Regions from separate parts of the Sus scrofa genome. Here region 2 is linked to region 1. The links are chromatin contacts, called in public Hi-C maps. All regions are on one chromosome and are shown on one strand. Each heading gives the region's core, a stretch centred on a gene start, on an enhancer-like site or on the middle of the called end of the contact. The rest is flanking DNA. Distances are from core to core; before and after follow the strand shown. Region 1 overlaps PPP1R3A (protein phosphatase 1 regulatory subunit 3A). Region 2 has its middle 110 kb from the start of PPP1R3A.

Region 1 (4,239 bases), core at 545-3,044:
GGCTCTGGCATAGGCCGGCGGCTATAGCTCCAATTAGACCCCTAGCCAGGGAATCTCCATATGCCATGGGTGTGGCCCTAGAAAAGGCAAAAAGACAAAAAAAAAAAAAAAAATCACATCTGTGTAAGCTGCCAATATGTTATAGATTTTTCAATATAAGAGGAAATGATTCAAGATGACATTCACCTCTCAACATTCAAGAACATTAGTTTAATGCAATTGTGTTTTCCTACTAAGCCCCAATATTTTGATAGTAAATTTTTCCTAGGAACATTTATTTACACATATATATGTATATTTATATATATATTTATTTATATATATAGTCTGTCACTATTTTTATGAGAGAAACAGGATCCTCTTTTATTTGTCATCTTAAACCAGTCTACTGGTTAAATGGAAAACTTAAAAATATCCAGATCAAATTTGGGGAATCAAAGAAAATATTTTCCCAAATAGCATTCATGATACTTTCATAAGTTTTTTCAGTCATGAATATTATTTTATATCACCAGACTTGTTGTTTTCTTTATTAGGCTCAATTTTTACATATAAATTTTTGCAAAATAAGCAAACAAAGCAAAACAAAAAAACTAGCAGGAAAACTAATAAAGATACAAGTAGGAGAGCTGTTATCCCCAGGGCCAGTTCACCTACTTATTTTTGTTAACATGATCTCTGACCTTTCAAAATTTCACTGAGTAAATATAGAAAGTGAACTATGCAATAAAGATTGTGGTTTGTTATTTAAGTCCTATCTTTTATTTAAGTCCTTCCAATTCTGTGGAACTGAGAATTAGGATCATTTGATTCTGTAACAAGGTACAAAAGGAATATTCTTCCAGCATTTCCACAATTGTACTCCTATATGAAGACAACAGCTTAAAAAGATACTTTTATTTATTTGATTAATTTGTTTAATTTTATTCAATTTTCAGAAAAAAAATTCATAATAAAGCTCATGGCTACATAAGTTCCTTTTCATCTTTTAAAAATAGATTTGGTCATTAACACAATGTTTTCATAGTTTTACCCAAACCTCTTTAAATAGCTAATAAAATTTTCACTTGGATTTTCAACCCAGCTTTGAACATGTTTTACAAGAAATGCCATTATTGTAGCGTGTTAAAACCTTATTAAACAAACAACTCTTTAAAAATTTCAGAATTTTTATTTTGTGTCTTTTCGATATCTGTTAGGTGCGTACACATTACCTTTGTTTTCAAATATGAAACAATGGTTATGTGAAAATTTAAGGAAGAATTCCCTAAGTTTTTCCTAATATATTTAACTCTTTATATTCATGATAATAAAGAATACCATGTGTAAATCAACAATGGACTACAGAGAAATCATTATTTGCCTGAGATGATGCCAAGATCTGATTCTTCTTTCAATGACTAATTAAACTACTGATCTTGATTGGAATCAATGCTTCGTCCTTCTTATTGCCCCATCTGAACCACGGCCCCTTCATTCCCACTGCTTTGCTTCAAGTCCTCTGTCAGTCAAGCAAGTTATGATTTCCCTAGAAAAGGCCATGCTCATCTGTTCTATGACTGCTCAGGTATGTCCCTCTGTTAAGAAGTCACTTTTAGTTATCTTTCCTTCTCTCTTCCTATCCAACTCGGTACATTTTTCCATGTACAGCTTTAGTCCCCATCCTTTTGAAATCTCCTACTATTTCAGTTGGTAAGATCTCTCCAATTTTTCAGATCTCTTTTGACACTAATCATCTTGCATGCACTGAGTATTTGACTAATTATACTAACTGAACTGTCCGCTTGTTCAGGACAGGAACATGGCTTCTTTCCTCCCACGACTCATAAGGTGTAGTTTGGAGGAAATCTCGGTCAATACCTGTGGATAGAATTGATTTGCAGCGATATCTCCTCTTATCCTTTCCCTGAAACATGGATAAAGTATTCTGAGGTCTGATTTTAGAATGCATAAACTTAAAGCAATGCTAGAATTTTTTCATAAAATATCAAAGACAATGGAGAAATAGGCAAAGAGAATGTAGCTACGAGACAGAATGGTACAGTGGATCTGGGATGTGGGAAAAAGAGAAAAAATCCTTCCTCTCCATTCCCCTTAAAAAATAAATTTTCTATATTTATTAACTTTCCTAGCACAGGAAAAATCCCATTCATTCTATCTCATGGGAAATAATATACAGATTATATATTAAAAGAATAATAATACATACCATAATTCACTGGATAATGTGAAAATTAATAGAACAAGACATATTTTCAGGTAAGGAAGTTTAGTAGCTTAAAAATCAACAAGCATCACAAGGTATAAAGTGTAAGAAACTCAATATTCCCAACTGCTGCCATGCCCTTTGAAAATGGCTGATCTTTCAGTTTCACACCTGTTCAGCATGTCAACTTTTAGAGTAAGCAAACAGAACAACTAGCAACGATAGCAAGTGAATTTTTTAAAAGGAAATATTTGCCTGATTAGCATATGAGATTAGTGACATATACTCAAACACGCACATATACACAGGCACCCACATACATATTTATACATATACATACATGTATTCTGACATCTGATAAGTGAGAGTAATGGCAGCAAACAGTCTACTAATACAAGATGTAGTTATATATATATGATATGTAAAAGATTCATCCTGTCTTTGAAGACATTCATTCTATTATATTTAGATATGAAACTAAAATTATAACACAAAGATATAACTGTTTGGGGACAGAATCTAAAGGAAAGCAGTACATAGCCTGGAAATATATATAGCATGTATATAGCATGACATATAACAGCTTAAGACCATTAGCAATTTGTCTCTTAATATTTAAAGAAATGCCAGATACATGTCTACTCTATTGTAGAATTCATCAATATCATGTATTGGTTGACTTGGTGCTGAGAGGAAACATTTAAAATTTCCTAAAGACACACTCTATAAAACATAATAGCAAACAGCAGAGGGAGAATGCTTAAAAATCATTATGTGAAGTTAGAAATTCTCTTTGTAAACATTTTAAACAATCCATAACCTATTTTAATAATACTATATAGGTGGCCTTTACAGTTTATAAAATTTTTAGTGTGGGGCATTTATGGAAATATGACATTTAAATCAACTTTATACAAATATTCTAAAAATAATATTGATATTTTATTACCACACATTAAGTGATTTTTCCCAATGACAATTCCCAATAATCTTTGGCAAATTCAATTGCCATTTTTCATTATGCATATAAGGAGAATAAGGTTAAAGAAAAGATAATTTATTTCCTACCTTATAGATATGAGTGGAAATATTCTTTTTGGAAATATTTTAAATACATTTCCACTCTTTAAAAGTTGGTAAGGAAAATAAGAAGAGATTACAAATGTCCTTCATATTTATTTCGTAGTCTCTAATATTTGGGATGAGGCATACAGACATCAATATAAGTTAGTTGTCTTCTCCCATGTGCATTTTTTGGCCTTCCTGATTTTACCCCCACCCTTAAATTAGAATTTCATCTAAGAGCAACATGTTGATTTTTTATTACATGAATAAGTAAGGAAACCAGCTGTAGCCTGAATCTTTGAGTATAACATCTACATATTTATCTTTGTTGATCTATGCATGTAAGATTCAATCTTTAATAATAATATGAGTAGTTATAATAATATTTTCATTATTATGACAATAACATAATAACCAATTCTTGAGTGTTTACAATCACTGTTTTATGCCCCTTATGTGAAACAACTTATTTCTGTTTTATGACTTCATGACAGAAGTACTATGACTTCCCCATTTTACAGACAGAAACAGATACACAGAAGCTTGTTTTTCCAAGGTCACAGGCTAGTGTAGATTCAGACTCTAGTAGTCTTTCTCCAGAGTTGGTCCTCTTAAATATTGTGCCATATTGTTCCTTCAATCCAGATACATCAAGTCAAGTTATTTTATGAATTGTAGTTATATATTAGTATTCTGCACGGTCCTATACTAGTATATAAATACATTACATGTAATATACCATATCTCTTACACAGATAATCCTATCTTTATTAATGGTCCTAAAAAAATAAAGTCCCTAAAAATATTCTGTTATTTTCAATTTATGCAAATGACCTCAAAAAATACACATTGACATCCTCTCAGGCCACAAGCATTATACTAGTCCCAGATTTTGCCTAGCTTGAGTATAGCAAAGGAGATAGAGACATGAGCCAATAATTGCAATATCTTGTGACCAGTTCAATAAG
Region 2 (4,239 bases), core at 536-3,035, 66 kb after region 1:
GGACTAACTGTAATCACAATTTAGTCATTTTAAAATTTTTTTTGTTTTTTTTTCCTGATAGTTCAAACATCTAGGTCTGGTTCTACTGACTTCTTTATGTCTGGAAAATGTTCTTTTTTAAATTTTCTTGCTCTTTTGTATCATTTTTAAAAATTGAATTCCAGACATTGTGAATAAAAGAACAGTACAGACTGAAGCAAATAATATCTATGTTCAAAATGTGTTCATCTCTTCTTTTACCAGCTGTTAATGGCAGCCTGATTCAGTGTAGTGAGTAGTTTGCCTGAATTTTTTGCACAGGCTTCATATTATTCCTGTAGCAAATATCATCTATGCACTTGTGTCTACTGTAGGGACTGGGGTGCCAGAAAATTTTCTTTAGTATTCCTGCTCTCCATGCAGCTCTCAGGAGGCCCTGCATACCTGTGCTGCTTATTTTGACCCTTGTTCTTGCCCCTCCCATAGATGCAGATTGTTGTTGCTTGTTACTCAGGCAACAAGTGTATGGTTCTTACTTGTCTTCCATCTTCAAGACTGCACCAGAGCCTCAAGGCTGTGTTTTTTAGCTCTTTCTCCAGTGGCTGACAACTCCTTCAGTTTTAGTCCATTTGGGCTGCTATATAACCGAATACTATAAGCTGAGAGAATAATAAACAATAGATACGTATTTCTCACAGTTCTGGGGCCTGGGAAGTCCAAGATCAAGATGCTGGCGGATTTAGCATCTGGTCAGGAATTGCTCACAGATGGCTGTCACTTTGCTGTGTCATCACAAGAGGGAAGGGGCAAGTGAGCTCTCTGGGGCTCTACCCTAAGGATCTAATCACTTCCCCAAGGCCTCACTGTCAAATACCATCACACTGAGGGATTAGGTTTCAGCATATGAATTTGTGTGGGGTATGGTACACATAAACATTCAGTCTCTAGCATCTTCCAACACAGCATAGGATCTAAAGGGTAGACAGATTTCCTTCCTCTTATCACTGGCAGCCTAACTCTGTCTTCTACCTGGGGGGAATATCACCAGCATAAATTCCCTGGCCCTCCCCAATATCCTTAGACATCTCTTTTGTATCAGTGCAGGATTGTGGGCATGAGTTTCAGTTTTTCCCACATTCCACGGATATGGAATACAGGGTAACTACTTACATTTTTCGTAAATGCTGTGCTCTCTCTCAAGCTCTCTCCTTGCATATAGTTTCCCTGTTTCTTCACCAAATTTCCCTTTTTACATCACACTCCAGGGGCTTTTCTCCAGCCTTTCTTCTATGACTATAAACATTTTATATTTTTCTATTCTAGCAGTTAATATAATTGATTATTAATTATTTAAAGATGAGATAGAAAATTTCAGAGACATGAGGGTGGATAGAAGATTTCATTTTAGTTCATAGCAGTCTAGTAAGTTGTTCCAGTGGTCTGAAAGCAATCTGGACACCCAACATAGACTAGAGTGTTTACTCAATTCCTTTGTTTCTGCTTTCTACCCTTCTTCTGCATACACTGCTACTCATTGATTTTTAAATATAACTCATATTCTTTAAAAATAAATATTTTAATAATATATAATAGCTTAACACATTGATAATTTTTAAGTATTTTACATTTATTTATTCCTTTAATTTTCAAAACAATCTTATAACAGTGGTATCATCCTATTTAACAAAGAAAGAAAGCAGCAAAGAGAACTTAAGTAACTCATTCAATTTCACACAGCAAGTAAGGGTTAGGCTTTAGATATGGTGCCAGGCAATCTGCCTTTGTGGTTTGAACTCTTTGGGATTGGTGTCGCTCCTCTGTCCAGTTAGCTGTGGCAATAATGGTGACATTACTTGGTATCAGGAATTTGACTGTATTAATTGGGATCCAGATAGGAAAACAGAGATTACTTAGTATAGTTTGTTTAACTGAGAAATTTTAATATGGAATGTTGGTGAAACAGTTTGGGAGGATGGAAAAGACAGAGGGAAACAGGAAGGTTACATGGTTAGTAATTATAGAAGTAGCTTCCACTGCTAGGGACATTAGACCAAAATAGAACATCTTGAGTTATTAGGATCTGAAACTTAGGTAAGAGACTCTAAATAGCTGGAACTCAAAATATTGAAGAGATAGTGCCCAGCTGGGCTGATACTTCAGGAGGTCAGAGGAAGAACTTCACAGAGCTAGGAGCTGGACTTTGGGGGAGGCTGAGTGACTCAGCTGGTCACAGCATTTCAGAAACATGGAGAAAATATCCTGTAGAACTAAGCTTTGGACCTCTGAAGAGGGCGAGTTGTCCAGCTTCTGCTGGAGTCTCAAGATCATAAAGGAAGTTGCCCAAGGGACAAAGATTCAGGCTTCGGAGGAAGGCTGCCTGCCAACTAATGCTAGTATTTGAAAGGGATTTCATGATTTTGTTTAAGGGAGTGTGGGAGAAAAAAGAACCACCTGACCCCGTCGGAGTGAAGGACTGCTGTTGTGGAGATGCTAACAAGCAAACAAGTTTAGGAAGTTCCTTTTCTTTTCCTCCTGGCTTCCAGTTTCTCTATATTATTTTCTGATAGAAGAACCTAACAGGAGGTCGGGTTTACTAATCTAAAAACTTGGAGAAAGGACCTTGCAAAACTCAAACTCGAAATTCTGAGTAGAAGGTATTGCCCAGTTAGAGCTGGTATCAACGCTGGTATCATAAGGCAGAGTATAGAAAAGTGTATTTGGAACTGAAAAACAATAGTTTAATAATTAATACATTGACTTAAATGTGCAGAGCCTATAAGAAGGTCCCTTGGCATTTAGGGCTGGTCCTATCAAGATTCTGAGAAGGAGGTGGTATTATCTGCAACAGAAACCTGCATTGTTTGTCTGAAACACTTCTAGCAATTGAACATCTTCAACTGAACAATTTCTCTCCTTAAAACAACCAATGGGTTTTAATTTTATTCATGAAAGATTTTTGGGGGGATATCTACTCTGACTCCTATACTGTTTATTAAGCCGTAGATAGGAGAAACTTCACAAATGAAAAAAGCAGGTTCACTGTGGAAATTTACAGGCAGAGGGGAATGAAGGTGATGGATGGGGAGTTTGGGGTTGGTAAATGCAAATTATTACATTTAGAATGGAGAAGTAAAGGGGTCCTACTGTACAAAGAAATGTGTCTAGTCTCGGGTAGAACATGATAGAAGATAGTATGAAAATAAAATAAAATAAAATAAAATATGTACACATTATTTCATATGGCTGGTCACTTTGCTGTACAGCAAAAATTGAAGGAACATTGTAAATCAACTATACTTTAACAAAAAAATTTAAAAAAAAGAGACTACAGAGGAGGGTTCCTGTGAACCCGAGACCTAAACCTCTGAGGAGGAAGTGTTAGTACTGCTGCTCTTGTTGTATAATGTTTGGAGAGGGGAGATCATGATGAATCTGGTTTTGCAAGTGTTTGAAAATCTGCAAACCAGATTCAGCTGCTTCGACAGGAAAGAATTGGCACTGTCAGAATGAGAAGTCATTGCTAGGATGATGCTCAGAGAAACAGGAATGAGAAAGGAAGCAAACCACGGGAGAGCATAGCTCTTCTTCCTCCTTTATTCCAGCAGAATCTCTCTAGTGTCTCCTATTGCCTAGCCTAACAGCCTTCATCATGGACAAAAGATGCAGAAATGTGATTTGCAGAGTCCCAGCACTGGCATCACAAAGCCAAGTGTCAAACCGTGAATTTGGATCTAAGAGACAACAGCTTGATAAAGCAGCACAAATGGGCTGCTTGGGCTCTTTCTTTGGAGGAAGGGGTTTGCGAGAGAGAGCACCTTTCTAATTTCAGTTGTAATTCAGTGACTTGACGAGTTTGCTCACCAGCCTAAGTTTTAGTTGGACACTGAGCAGTCTATCCTGATGAGCCAGCTGATCTGGAGGATAGCTGAGGAACACCATTTAGCAGATGAGGGCTCCATCTCCTTGATGATTTGTTTGAGAATAAGTTAAGGGTGGCACGGTGAGAAATACACTCTTCTCAAATGCCAAGGAGTGTTCCTAGAAGACAAGGAGTTTACCCTGAGACAAAAAGATTGGAAGAGCTGGACAACTCTTTGGCACAGAGTGGTATCACTGGGTGGGATGATTGTGCATATGAATTGTCTTTAGACCCTCTGTCAGGAGATCTTCTCCCAATTCAAGTAAAGGGGTCTTTAAGAAAAAAGATAGTAGATTCTGGATTTTTTTAAAGTAGTTGATATGATTAAAGTAGTCCATTGA

The links. A called contact is a pair of places that touch in the nucleus more often than the background predicts.
Region 2: a contact with region 1 is called in a Hi-C map of skeletal muscle, with 5 times the contacts expected there. The contact joins two enhancer-like sites. A contact is called at or near these places in 3 of 47 Hi-C or Micro-C datasets (alveolar macrophages and skeletal muscle) and 1 of 2 datasets of contacts at active chromatin or transcription factors (skeletal muscle).

What each region holds. Positions count from the first base shown.
Region 1 is chr18:32,038,522-32,042,760 of Sscrofa11.1, forward strand. It overlaps PPP1R3A (protein phosphatase 1 regulatory subunit 3A), which reads left to right. Exons shown (of 4, transcript XM_003360157.4): 4 at 1-1,428. Among named protein-coding and RNA genes, the nearest start is that of PPP1R3A, 43 kb to the left of the region's middle. Within about 2 kb of position 1,795, at least 1 of the 83 cell types and tissues checked has an H3K27ac peak or open chromatin away from gene starts, as enhancers often do. A contact at or near this core is called in skeletal muscle, where this site is marked.
Region 2 is chr18:32,104,371-32,108,609 of Sscrofa11.1, forward strand. No RefSeq gene overlaps it. Among named protein-coding and RNA genes, the nearest start is that of PPP1R3A, 110 kb to the left of the region's middle. Within about 2 kb of position 1,786, at least 1 of the 83 cell types and tissues checked has an H3K27ac peak or open chromatin away from gene starts, as enhancers often do. A contact at or near this core is called in skeletal muscle, where this site is marked.